2 separate regions of the Pan paniscus genome follow, and region 1 is linked to region 2. Evidence: chromatin contacts called from public Hi-C data. All regions are on one chromosome and are shown on one strand. Each heading gives the region's core, a stretch centred on a gene start, on an enhancer-like site or on the middle of the called end of the contact. The rest is flanking DNA. Distances are from core to core; before and after follow the strand shown.

What was found. Hi-C and Micro-C count contacts between places; a contact is called where the count stands out from the background.
Region 1: a contact with region 2 is called in a Hi-C map of fibroblasts, with 6 times the contacts expected there. The contact joins two enhancer-like sites. A contact is called at or near these places in 2 of 3 Hi-C or Micro-C datasets (fibroblasts and induced pluripotent stem cells).

The regions. Positions count from the first base shown.
Region 1 is chr6:29,934,794-29,942,318 of NHGRI_mPanPan1-v2.0_pri, reverse strand. No RefSeq gene overlaps it. Among named protein-coding and RNA genes, the nearest start is that of OSBPL3, 100 kb to the right of the region's middle. Within about 2 kb of position 4,273, at least 1 of the 2 cell types and tissues checked has open chromatin away from gene starts, as enhancers often do.
Region 2 is chr6:29,674,967-29,682,045 of NHGRI_mPanPan1-v2.0_pri, reverse strand. It overlaps OSBPL3 (oxysterol binding protein like 3), which reads left to right. Exons shown (of 22, transcript XM_034963825.3): 16 at 4,900-4,963. Among named protein-coding and RNA genes, the nearest start is that of GSDME, 63 kb to the right of the region's middle. Within about 2 kb of position 4,690, at least 1 of the 2 cell types and tissues checked has open chromatin away from gene starts, as enhancers often do.

The sequences.
Region 1 (7,525 bases), core at 3,024-5,523, 260 kb before region 2:
AGTTTAGATCACAACATTTTCAGAGCTGGTAAATCAACTGACTTGCTTGCATTTGAGCAGGAAACGTAGGCTGAGTACCTTATGGCCAATCGGCTCTCACTGCAAAAGGGCAAACCAAATTGCATCACTGGCTACACTGGAACCAGAGGAAGAAGACGACTTCAATGAAGAACTCAGACCATTGTCTGAGTGGGCTCACATGCTGGCTCCATTCAAACAAACCTGTTCTAGCACAGCTCAAATTGGCCCCTCTCTGTCCTTAGCAAAGCATAGGAGAGAGGATGTATTTCACCTTGGTAGCCACATCAGGTGACAGAATTTAATCCCCTGGGGAAAATGCTCAAGATTAATGTGGCCAGTTGGGTGACAGTGCTGAATTACCTCACGCTCAGATTTCTCTCATAGATCAAGTGGTAATTAACATGATATAGACCAGTGACATATTGTAGCTGTGGTAATTTCCAGGAAAAAGTACATGCCTATGTATATACATATATATATGTACGTTCCTACATATATATAAAAGTACATATATATAATTTTCTTTTTAAAAATTTACCCTTTTAACATTTGTTTTAAAAATTATCTTAAGCAGAATCATATGAGTTTACTAATATTATATTCTGTATTTCAGCTTTTAAAAATCCTGGGTCTTCCGTTTAACAAAATTTAACAAGATTTGCCAATCTTGCCTTTGTTCGCGACCAATATTCCCCAAAGCCCCTGGTTTCACTAACACTAATTATAAATGGGCTTTTGATGGTTCAACTGTTCCCTATGGCAAGAAGATGAAAAGGCTTCCAGAGAGAAAGCAAATCTCAGATTCTTTGTCCTTGTATCCTTTTTCTTCTCTCAGAAGCGCTTTTACCTGACATCTCAAGAGTTAGAAATTCACAATCTAGTAGAAAAAGTAACACCCACTACCAGATTAACAATTAATTCAGCACCGCCCACGGAGTGAATCACAGGATTTCCAGTAGTGCACAGAATACTCAATGGGACTTCACTGCTGGCTGTAGCTAATAGCTGGGGAGAAGTCCAGGAACAGAATTAAGAAAAGGAAGGAAGTTTCTCTTGTGAGGACAGTCAAACAGGTTTAATGCATCCTTAAAATTACACATTTTAAATGATTAGTATTTAAAGAGAAAATGTATATGATTCTCTCTTTCATAATTCTAAGATTTTCAGTCCTCATTTTCTTATCTGTCTCCTTTTTGATCTGTAAAAAACCACATATTATCCAGAGAAGCCTGGGAGATGGGTCAAAGGTTTGTGCCCTACCTCAGAAATTTTCAACATCAGCTCACAGTCACATATGTCAGCAGCTGTTGCACCTTGCACTTGAGTTAGGGGGGCGTCTTCTATCTAAATCAAGACTTCCCTAGGGCACATGAGAAGCCAAGGGCAAGAAGGGCTCATTTTTCAGGCGTCTTTCTGATCATATTAGAAATGTTTAAAATGAGGACAGGCTCTGATATCATTAGATTTAAGGCCCGAATGTCATTTCAGTCTCAAGAGGACTCTTAAAAATAGGCCATTACGTGGAGAGCACTTGCAAGGCTCCAGGGGAAAAGGCGCTCAGAGTAAAAAGGATTATGATATTTAACAGGCACATTTTGCACATTCTAAGAAGTTGGGGGCGAGGGAGAAGCATTACCAAGTCCATCATTGTGCATATATTACAGCATATAAAGGTTGCCATTGTACTTGAGTTTGAGTTTCCGTCTGTCAAGGTTACATTGACACACATACATTTGCTATCAGGAATGTCTGGACTCCCTTGACAATGAGAAAACAAAACACTTCCGTGCTTATGGTTGTTGGTAACAATAATGGGGTTGAAATCTGTCAAAGCTGGGGGTGAATGGTGAGGAGGGCCCTTGCACTAAGTCACATATAGTTAAGCTGTGAGTGGCGCACTTGGGAGGGTGTGTTATCCTATCCCACAAAAGAGGAGGGCTGACTCGTGAACCTAGTATTCAGCAGCTTCGGGGTCTTTTCCTGTCACTGCAATTTTCTATACGTGATCTTCAGAGTTAGATGGCCTGTTTGAATCAAGGTTTCACGATTACAGCTTTTCTATCTCTAATAATGGAGCAATCTAGCTTCTTCACATTTGCGTTGATAGTGTGTTATGTGTACTTGTTCTGGCCTGATCTAGCAAATGAAGTTTGCTAGCTGTCCTCTAGCAAACACACTGAAATGCAACATTCACCTCAAGACCTTTGCTAAAGATGTTTTTCTTCCTTGAGACAAAGTGTCGCTCTGTCCCCCAGGCTAGAGTGCAGTGGTGCGATCTCTGCTCACTGCAGCCTCTGCCTCCCAGGTTCATGCTATTCTCCTGCCTCAGCCTCTCAAGTAGCTGGGATTATAGGCGTGTGCCACTATACCTGGCTATAATTTTTGTATTTTTTAGTAGAGACGGAGTTTCACCATATTGGCCTGGCTGGTCTTGAACTCCTGACCTCAAGTGATCCACCCACCTCAGCCTCCCAAAGTGCTGGGATTATAGGACAGGTATGAGCCACTGCTTCTGGCCTAAAGATTTGATCAAAAAGACAGAAAGCTCTGTGACTTTGGTGAGCCTTTGAGCCTCTGTTTACTTGTGAGAATGATATTCATAATATCCACTTCTTATGGTTGTGATAACATGATAGGACTGTAGTTTGGATTATCTGGGTCTTTTTTAAAGCTAGAAAAAAAAGTCTGGCTAGGCACGGTGGCTCATGCCTATAATCCCAGCACTTTGGGAGGCCAAGGCGGGCGGATCGCCTGAGGTCAGGAGTTCAAGACCAGCCTGGCCAACATGGTAAAACCCTGTCACTACTAAAAATACAAAAATTAGCCCAGCATGGTAGCAGGCGCCTGTAATCCCAGCTACTTAGGAGGCTGAGGCGGGAGAATTGCTTGACCCTGGGAGGCGGAGGTTGCAGTGAGCTGAGATCGCACCATTGCACTCCAGCCTGAGTGACAGAGCAAGACTCCATCTTAAAAAAGAAAAAGAAAAAGAAAAAGAAAAAGAAAAAAAAATTCCTCTGAAAGTTCCTGGCAGTCTTTTGTCTCTAGAAGTAGAGGAGCTATCGATCCACCTTTGGAGGAGTCTTGCTTTATTTTGAAAAGAAAAAAACACCAGAAGGGACAATTTTACTTTAAAAACGGCAAATCTCCGGTATAAGTGCGTTTGTGTATACAGTGATGCGCCACTTAACGATGGGAATATGTTCCGAGAAATGCATAGTTAGGTGATTTCATCATTGTATGAACATCATACAGTGTACTTACACAAACCTAGGTAGTGTAGGTTTAGTAAAGGCTACTGCACACCCAGGCTAGATGCTATAGCCTATTGCTCCTAGGCTACAAACCTGTATGGCATGGTACTCTACTGAATTCTGTAGGCAATTATAACACAACAGCAAGTATGTGTGTATCTGAACATATCCAAACATAGAAAGGGTACAGTAAAAATATGGTATTACGATCTTATGGAACCATAGTTGCATAGGTGGCTCGCCATTGGCCAAAATGTCATGCAGCACATGACTGTACTAATGCATTTAATCTTTCCAACATTTAGAATTGTTATATTTATTTGATTTAACAAGTATTTAGTTGCACTTATATGCCAGTTATTGGTCTAAGTGCTTTGCAAATTTTAACCCATTCAATCTTCATAGCAACTCATATTACAGGTATGAAGTAAAATCACTTGCTCAAGGCTGCATAGCTAATAGGGAACAGGCCAGGATTCACACTCAGGTAGGCTAGCAGCAGAGCCGGTGCACTTAGCCACTCTGCCACACCCCAGATGCTCTGAGTGTAGTGTCTGCCCTGTTTACCACCATATCCTAGCCCCTAGAAAAGTAACTGGACTCTGGCAGGCACTCCAATATTGATTGAGCCTGGCTGCCTGGCACCATTCTAAAACACTTTATCCATAACAACTAGCCTAATTGTTTTAACAACCCTGTAATACATAGCTACTGTTATTAGACTGAGCACACCATTTATCACCCTAACCAGGATATTATTAATAATCATAGTGGAAGAACAAGGGTAAGCCAGGACTGTCCCAAGCGAGCCAGGACATATACCAACCTGTATTATTATTACTGTGACTATACAGATGATGAAACGGAAGCAAAGGGAGGTTAGTTCACTTGCCAAGATCACATATCAGTAAGTGATGGCATCAGGATTGGAAACCAGATAGTTGGACACCAGAGGCTTCAGTGGTGACTCTTCAATGGGGAAGTGAAACTTAGAGAGGTGGAGCATCTTATTCAATGTTACACAACCAGGTAGCCCCAAATCCCGTGCTATTTCTGTTATACATACTTCCCCTTCTAAGGCATTTATACCACAGAGATCATTCATGAACCTCTTAGTCTTCCAAACCACCTTTGAAGAAAGAAGTGCTCTGAAGGAAATAAGCACTCTCCATACATGGGAATGAGTTTTGCTAAAACCCGTGGGAAAATATTCAGGCAATATTTATTACATATTAACTCACAAATATTTTGGATTTCCAGATATCTTTCTGTTATTGATTACTAGTTTAATTATCTCCTGATCAGAGAACACACTTTGTGTGATTTCAATTCTTTTCAATGTGTTGATTGTTTTATGGCCCAGAAAATGGTTTATCTTGGTGAACGTTTCACGTGCACTTGAAAAGAGTGTGTGTCCTGCTAAGGTTGGGTAGAGATTTCTAGAAATGGCAGTTAGATCCAGTTACTTGACAGTGTTGTTCAGGTGTTCTCTTTCTTTGATCAGTTTCTGTCTACTTATTCTAACAATTACTGAGAGGAGTGTTAAAGACAATTATAATTGTGAATTTGTCTCTTTTTCCTTGCTGTTTCATTGGTTTTTGCTTCTGCAATTTGAAACTCTGCTATTAGGTGTGTACACAGTTACGATTGTTATGTGGTCCTGGAGAATTCTCCTTTATCATGATGTAATCTCACTCTTAACTGGTTAAATTTTAATTTAATTTTATATTTTAGGGACAGGCTCTTGTCCTGTTGCCCAGGCTAGAATTCAGTGGTGCGATCATAGCTCACTGCAGCCTCGAGTTGGGCTCGTATGTTTCTCCCACCTCAGCCTCCCAAAGTGTTGGGAATATAGGCATGAGCCTCTGTGCCCAGTTTATAATTGGGTCTTGTTTTTCATGCAGTATGACAATATCTTTTAATTGGTATATTCAGATCATTTATATTTAATGTAATTATTGATGTGGTAGGATTTTTGTCCACAATTATTATTTTGTTATTTGTTTGTTGTCTCTGTTTTTTGTTTCTCTGTTCTCCCTGTGCTGCCTTCTTCTGCGTTCTTGGAATACTTTTTGGTATTTCATTTTAATGTAGCGTTTGAATTTTTGTCTATATCTCTGCATTTTTTTCTTTTAGTGATTACTCTAGGGATTATAATTACATTTCTAAGCTTTCATAGTTTATTTAGCATAATTTTTTTTTTTTCGAGACGGAGTCTCGCTCTGTTGCCCAGGCTGGAGTGCAGTGGCACGATCTTGGCTCACTGCAAGCTCCGCCTCCCAGGTTCACGCCATTCTCCTGCCTCAGCCTCCCGAGTAGCTGGGACTACAAGCACCTGCCACCACACCCGGCTAATTTTTGTATTTTTAGTAGAGACGGGGTTTCACCGTGTTAGCCAGGATGGTCTCGATCTCCTGACCTTGTGATCCACCCGCCTCAGCCTCCCAAAGTGCTGGAATTACAGGCATGTGCCACCGTGCCCGGCCAGCATTAATATTTACAAGGCCAAGTAAAATGTAGAAGGCTTGCAATTGTATATAGACTTCTTTGAACCACCTCCCCCTAGAATTTTGTGTTATAGTTGTCACATATATTACATGCATTACATTGAAAATCCCACCACATAATTTTATAATTTTTTGTTTTCAGTAGTCATAAATATTTAAAAGGCTTAAGAGGAAAAAATAATTATATATATACACACATATATACATACATATATATGTACATATACAGATTCATACATATATATAAATATATAAATATATATATGACAAAACAGACAGCTCTCATTCCTGCTACTTTGTCTTCGCTCTTGAAGATACAGATTTCTCTCTGGTATTATTTCCCTTTGCCCTGAAGGACTTGCTTTAGCATTTCTTTTAGAGGAGTTCTGCTGGAGACACATTTCTTTAGTTTTCCTCCTCTCAGAATGTCTTTATTTCACCTTCATTCTGAAAAGCTATTTTTTCAGGATATAAAATCCTAAGTTGACAATTCTTTTCCCTCATCACTTAAAAAATATGTTGTGGTTCCATAGTTTCTGATGAGAATTCATGATGATTCCCCTGTGTGTAACATGTCATTTTTCTATAGCTGCTTTTCGATTTTTTTTTTTTTTTTTTTTTTTTGAGACAGAGTTTCACTCTTGTTGCCCAGGCTGGAGTGCACCATCTCAGCTCACTGCAACCTCCACCTCCTGGGTTCAAGCGATTATTCTGCCCTCAGCCTCCCGAGTAGCTGGGACTATAGGCGTGCACAACTACCCCTGGCTAATTTTCTTTTCTTTTTTTTTTTTTTTTATTTTGAGACAGAGTCTTGCTCTGTCGCCAAGCTGGAGTGCAGTGGCATGATCTTGGCTCACTGCAACCTCCGCCTCCCAGGTTTAAGTGATCCTCCTGCCTCAGCCTCCCGAGTAGCTGGGACTACAGGCATGTGCCACTATGCCCAGCTAATTTTTGTATTTTTAGTAGAGACAGGGTTTCACCATGTTGGCCAGGATGGTCTCGATCTCTTGACCTTGTGATCCACCCACCTTGGCCTCCCAAAGTGCTGGGATTACAGGTGTGAGCCGCTGCACCCAGCCCAGATTTTTTTTTTTTTAATTTCAGAAATTTCATTATGGTGTGTTTAGACATGGTTTCCTTTCCATTTATTCTGTTTGGGGATGACCGAGATATTTGAATCTGTAAGTGTATGTTTTTCATCAGATTTGAGAAGTTTTCAGCCATTTTCTTTTTAATATCTTTTTCTCCCCCCAGTTTTTTAACTTCTTCTGGGATCCTAATGATGAGTATTTGACCTTTCAATAATGCCTGTATTAGTCAGTGTTCTCCAAAGAAACAGAATCAATAGAATCTATGTATCTATGTATCTATCTATCTATCTATCTATCTATCTATCTAATCAGAGATTTAGTACAAGAATTGGCTTACATGGTTATGAAGGCTGAGAAGTCTCATGATCTGTTGTCTGCAAGGTGCAGAAGCAGGAAAGCTGGTGATATAATTCATCTGAGTACAAAGGCCTGAGAACTAAGGGAGCCAATGGGATAAGCTCAGTTCAAGTCCAAAGGCCCAAGAATCAGCAGCAATATCTGAGGGCCAGAGAATATGGATATCTCAATTCAAACAGCAGTGAATTAGCCTTTCCTCAGCATTTTTGTTCTATTCATGCCCTTAATGGATTGGAGATGTTCACCCACATCAGTGAGGGTAATCTTCTTTACTCAGTCTACTGATTCAAATGTTAAT
Region 2 (7,079 bases), core at 3,441-5,940:
GAAGCAGCAGCTGCTCTAAATCCTCCACCAACTTCCCAAGTCACTTGGAATAAAATCCAAAGTCCTGGCCATGGTCCACAACGCCCTCGAAAATCTCACCCTCAGACACTTCTCCTACTTTCCCCGCCTCCTCATTTAGCTCTGCCACACTGGCCTTGCTTCTTCTGCTTCATACCAAGCATTTTCCAGCCATTGGCCTTTGCTGTGTCCCCTGCCTGGGACGTGCTTCTCTCAGATATCTGCATGGGGTTAACTTCCGAACTTCTCTCAGCCCCACAGGTTTCCATTATTAGAGTCCTGCCCCACCACCCTGTCTGACCAGCACTCCTACTCACTGTCCCCACATCCTCATGCCCTGCTTTATTTTCCTTAACACAATTTCTACTGACAAATTATGTGCTGCTTATGTGTCGTTTGTCTTACCCACTTCCATACTAAAATATAAATTCCATCAGGGTAAGAATTTTTACCCTTGGTGACTAGGACGGTGCCTGACACATCACAGGCAATCAATAAGTACTTGATGAGTGACCTGGAAAGAATGGCCACTTGGTCCCCTCTCTGGATGACTTCTTCACCTGGCACTTGCCCTCTTTTTCGTTATTGCCCTGTATTGCTGCAGGGAAATCAGGACCTAGGAGGACTGGATAGTTATGCCTTGGAGCAGTTGCAGGGGAGAACTGATGTATTGAAGGGCTACTTTTCTAAATCTGAAAAATAAAAACTTACAAAGTACAAAAATACTGAAAATACCTCCTTTTCCTATCTGCTTCTCCCTTGACCTCTTATATAAAGTGCATTCAAAGCATAAATTAAAAATGATTAGGTCAAGGTAAAGAAAGGCCTCAGATATATAAATAAATTATAAATTTCCAGAATTCTTAACTGCCAGGGGAACTGTATTGGGGCTTGTAGAAAGAAAGACAGATACATGTGTTACTATATAAATACTTGCGTAATAAAAACCACGTGTACTAATTTCTTGAATGCTTGGGCATCCTTACCAATCAAGAATTGCTCTTCTTTGATTGGAGAGGACGTGATAGGGAAGAATGCTTAAAAAAAAAGTCTAAATTGGGTTTATTCAACAGGCTAACAGACAGCATCTCTTCCAGGGCTGGGTCAGTTCAGACAAAGGCATTTACTGCCCTTTTTGCCTGAATTAAAATGTAAGGAGAATACAGACTCAACCAAAATCCTGCAATAACAAAGACAGGTTAGATTCTGCTCATTATTCTCTACTCTAATAGATTTTAGAAAGATTGCCATCAACAAAGATTAAGTGATTAACTGTGAATTACCTTTTTCCATGGGCATTGAAGTTAATCAAAGCCTTTGTATAATTTTTTCAAGTTGGCCAGCATCCGCCACCACCTTTGATGCTAAGATTCAAAGAAGACATTAACAGCAGATGTGAGAATCAGAGCATTTTGAAGCCAAGAGGGATCCTCGCACCTCATTTTATAAAGAAATATGCGAGACTGAGGTTGGAAAGGTCAAATTCAAAAGTTTTTTTTCTCTAAATGTCCATGAGAAGGAACCTTAATGATGTGTCCTGGCTTTGGGGAGGGACACGAGCCCTGGATCTGGAAGAGGATGGCGTAGGTTTGGAGTGCTACCTTTATCACTCATTAATGGTGTGGCACTGGGGAAGCTCTTTGCTGGCCAGAACCCCTATTTCCTAATTTATAAAATCAGGCTCACCAAGATACAAGGCTGCCCTAAGAACTAAGTGAAAATACACTCATTTTAGAAATCTATATTTTGATTTTTTAAATGAGTGTATTTTCACTTAGTCTCTTTTGAATGAGTATATTTTCACTTAGTCTCTGCCTAATCCACATCAGTGTATGATCCTGGACAGTTTGTATGTGTTCTTTTTTTAGTTGGCCGAATCAGTGGAATCAGCCTTATTTCACAGATGAGGTGACAGAGGCTGAAGGGACTGAAAAGCTGTGAAGGTCATACAGCCAGCAGATGATGCTGCAGTCAGGGCCCAGGTCCATGGAACAACAAAAACCTTTCCCTCGTTCCCAGACACTAGTGCAGCACATGGCAGATGCTCCAGAAATAGGAGGAAATATACAAAATAATAAGCTATCAATGTAAATCTCCCCAGAAAGCTTTGTAAAACTCTTAAAAGCAATGTGGGCCAAATAAACCATTCCCAAAGGCCTGTGTAAGCCATAAAGAAATAAGCAAAGTTACTGATACTTGAAGGTTGAGACTTATTCAGAAAATGTGTTGAACCCATCTAAACATAATCTGCTAAACATTCATTCATTATCTAACACAATAGTTTAAAAAAATCAAGGTTGGGTTTTTATGAGATGTGTGTTTACTGTAGGGGTTCTCTTGTAATTCATATGGATAGTATATTTATCCCTGTTTTATGGGGTTTAAAATTATTACAGAAGAGGCGTATGGTTTTTATATACTGTGTTTACATTCGGCCATACCTGTAAAGATGCCAAATTCTTCATCAAAGCTATAGTGCTCCTCTCCCACATTGCTACATTGTTTTTGTGGGATGAATATAATCTACTTCATAATAATCCACTTTAAAATATGTTTACATTATGGGGGAGAGGAACATTTCATAGCTTTCCTTCCATTTCATAGTGGGTCATGCCAGGTGGGGTGGAGAAGTGGGGAGTGGGGATTGTCTTGAGCTGATTAATGGTTATTATTATTATAGATAGTGTCTCACTATGTTGCCCAGGCTGGTCTTGAACTCCTGGATCCTGGGCTCAAGGGATCCTTCTGCCTCAGCCTCCCAAGTAGCTGGAATTACAGGGCTATGCCACTGCACCTTGATTTTGTTTTATATGATCCCATGGTTTCAAAGCTATCTGTTGTTTTCATCGAGAGACAGCTAGTGAAGAAAAGGAGAAGAATGTAGCATTTATTAATATAAGGTATCTCCAAGTGGTAGGATTTTTTTAAAAAAGATAACTGGATATGGTGGCTCACACCTGTAATCCCAGCACTTTGGGAGGCTGAGGCGGGAAGATCACTTGAGGCCAGGAGTTCCGGACCAGTCTGGGCAACATAGCATGACCCCATCCCTACAAAAAGTGAAAAAATGAGCCGGGCATGGTGGCACACACCTTTAGTCCCAGCAACTTGAGAGGCTGAGACAGGAGGATCACTTGAGCCCTGGAGGTCAAGGCTGTAGTGGGCTGTGATTGTGCCCCTGCACTCCAGCCTGGGTGGCAGAGTGAGACCCTGTCTCAAAAAAAGAAAAAAGACAACATCAAAGGAAATCAGAGAGTTACATTATGGGATTAGGTTTCTAAGTCAGTGCTTGAAGTGAAAGTTGCCCTTGAAAATCCCACAGGCACAGAAGGGCTCACGTTCTTAGGAGGCACATGGGAACCAAGACAAACCAAAGAGCAGCAGATTTGAGTCTCCTGCTTTGTATTGCAACTGGCGTTTGTGTTTATTGAGGAATCTGAAAGATACCTACATGATTTACGTCTTTGTCTCTACCTTTCTTTGGCCCACACTGGTATGGCTGTAATCCCATGAGTCACATCTGGGTGTGGCGTGTGTGACCACATCCTCCCAGCTGTGCAGTCCTCCTGCTGGAGGCCTGGCATACAGAAGTAGTTTTCAAACCATGTTCCTCAGCTGAGGGTCCCAAGGAAGGTGAACAGCTGTGGATTTGTCACCCACTGCCCTCCCTTCCTCCCCACCTGTTTATCTCAAGCAAGGGCTCAGTATTCTGGGTTCTTGATAAGATGGGTTTGAAAACTGTACAGCTGCTTAAAACATTTTTTTTTCTTTTTTTTTGCAAAGTTTGAAAACCAGTGAGGTAAACCAAAACTGCTGGGACTTACCTCTACCTCTTCCCTGACTATCGGTGTGGCTTGGGAAATGTTACTTAATCTTTCTGGTTTCAGTCTCTTCTTTTATAAGGTGCAGGCTTTGAGCTAGATACTCTCAATGTAAGACACCTCTGTTAAGAATCAGCTACATCAGAGAACTTTCTGGAAACACCCCTGGCAGCATTACTGTGGTTTCACCAGTGCTGAATTAGAATGACAGCATATACACCTCTCAACGTTCCCTGAGTGTGACTGAGATAATAAGGAAACAGAGGGAGGAGCCATTTTCTCTTCAGCCTCTTCACTGCTGAATAAAATGAGTAATGACCCCTTGCCAAAGGGCAGTCTCTGCTCCAGGGGACTCTCTTTTCTGGAATGAGATTACTTATTTGCTCAAGATAGTTTTATTAGACCAAAAATAAATAAAATTTTCTTAACAGTTGACTAACATTTCCTCAACAATTGTGTTTACCTTTTTTTTTTTTTTTTAATAGAAACACTCTTTTTTAAAAAAATTACCTTGCATCGGTCTTCTTGTAGGTGATTTGAAAAGAGGCTGGACTTTATGATGCAGAGTTTTCAAGAGTTAAATTGGCTGAGCCCGAGGAAGAACATTTTGGGTTGCATTTAAAATACTTGTTATTTGATATCTTAATTAAAACATCTGCAGCTACTTTCAGAACAGCTAATAAGAGATGTTGACATTGGTAGCCAATGTCAAATTATATGTTATGGGTGAGCAGTCCTCACATGTCTCCGTTTTTATTTTTATGTCTTTCAAAATGCGTCTCTATCCTCATCACTCGCCACCTGGCCGCCCTCCCACGGAGGCTTCTGGAGGCTTCCGTTCAAGGGCCTTCCCCTCAGCCTTGACCAATTTGAGCAAGTGGGAGCTGACTGTATCAGGAGCGCCCTCTTGAGGACAGACTTGTTGAGGGAAACTAAAGAAGTTTTTCCTTCGGTTCAGCCTTGCACGCTCTTACATCTCAGTGCAGGGGAGAAAGAATGGATTTCATGAGACACAAAAGTTCATTCATTTTTTTGTTTTTCTGTCCTTTGTTTCCATCAGGTCAGCCACCATCCGCCTATCTCTGCGTGTCATGCTGAGTCTAGAAATTTTGTTTTCTGGCAAGGTAATGTGCTAATACATTTTACTTCCATTATATTGTGTAATATGTTATCTATTTATTTTATCCAAGAATTGCTGTCAGTTCTTACTGAGATCAAAAGTGGTCCTTGGATTTGGGCCTGGTTGGAAGGATCTGCGCCACCTGTTCTTGCCTCTTATCTCTCACTTAGTTTATCTGAGCCACTTCCATTTATTTCTGTAACTTTATCTTATGTAAAAATCATTTGAAACGCCTCACATATTTCAAGAGACATTAAATATTTACAGTTGTTTATCAGAGTGTAGACAGCAGAGGGGTTTTCAGCTTTTGTCAAACTTAAATTTTATTTCTGAAGTCGTGTTTTACATTGCTTACTTCTTTTCATTTTTGAGATGATTGTTCCTAAAATTTTGTTCAGTTTATATTTTGAGTTGGGGGTGGGTGGGTAAATCTTCTAAAGAATAAATAAGGCTATAGATATTTCCTAGATGGATTAATTTTGTTAATCTCTCAATTTATTAAAAAAAAGTGTACTGTAGAAGGAAAATATAAGCATCCTAGGTTTTTAGACAGTGAGCACATACACATTTTAAAAATATTTTTCTCTGCTACTAGTGATATCACACATTGCCTTTACACACACAGGCACACACACACACGCAGTCTTTAAACTTTAAACTTTAAAAGTATGAAACAGTATACTGTAACCCCCTTCCCCAGCCACTCAGTTTCTCTCTTTGGAGGCAATCAGTATTTCCGGTTTAAAGTGACAAGTACCATGGTTTTCTTTCTTCACCTTTGCTATTAAAGTTTAAAATTGAAACTGCTCTCTCACCAAAACCCTCTGGAAATATTCTCATAAGGTTCCTAGCCTCCTAATTGGTAAATCTCACTCATGCTATAAGCACCTCTTCTTTGTTTTTTCAAAAGTTGGATTTTTTTTTTTTTTTTTTTTTTAAATGGAGTCTCGGTCTGTTGCCAGGCTGGAGTGCAGTGGTGCGATCTCGGCTCACTGCAACCTCCGTCTCCCGTGTTCAAGTGATTCTCCTGCCTCAGCCTCCCGAGTAGCTGGGACTACAGGCATGCGCCACTATGCCCAGCTAATTTTTGTATTTTTAGTAGAGATGGGGTTTCACCATGTTGGCCAGGATGGTCTTGATCTCTTGACCTTGTGATCCGCCTGCCTCGGCCTCCCAAAATGCTGGGATTACAGGCATGAGCCACTGCGCACAGCCAAAAGTTGGATTTTTTTTTAATGCGAGGGGTCTTCTCAAAGTAGTTTTGTGTGCTCCTGTGTTACATCCTTCCCTTCTCAGCCTTAGCATCCTTCTCCTAGGCCATCCTTCCCCATCAGCCTTTTCCTGAGCAATCTACCTATTTCCATGGGCCTAGGATTCCCAAATCTTGCTTTGTAACCCAGCCTGACATTTCTCTGCCTTTTATGTAGGTTGTGTAAACCATTTCCGTTTGTTGTGATTGTAGATGTAGCTGGGCTTAAATCTGCCCTCATGATGTTTCTTTTCTGTTTGTCACATCCGTTCTTTGTTCTCTGTTTCCTCTTTCTCTGCCTTTTGGATTGAATAATTTCTATCATTCTCTTTCATCTCCCCTGTTAGTTTATTAGCTATACTTACCTGTTTTGTTTCTTGTTAAAGTTGTTACTTTAGGATTTATGTTATATATTTTTAATATCATCAAATAATATTATGCCAGTTTCATATAGTGAGATTTACAGAAGTATACTTCCATTTTCCCTTCCCAACCTCTCTACTATTTTTTAATATATCTTCTGTATATCATAAACCATGTGGTACATTGTTAATACTTTTGCTTTAAACAGCCAGCTATCTTTTTTTTCTCTTAGTAACAATTTTATGAACATATAACTTATATACCATATCATTCACCCGTGTAAAGTGTGCAATTCAATGGTTTTTATTCACAGAATTGTGAATTTAATAAACTGTGCAGTTATCAGCACAGTTAATTTTAGAACATTTTCATCACTCCAAAAAGAATCCTTTTTAGCAAATATTACCCTCCCCCTCTGCCACCTGCCCCATTTCTCTCAATATTCCCCAGTCTATAAATGTGCCTGTTTGGGGCATTTTATATGAATAGGATTATACAATATGAGGCC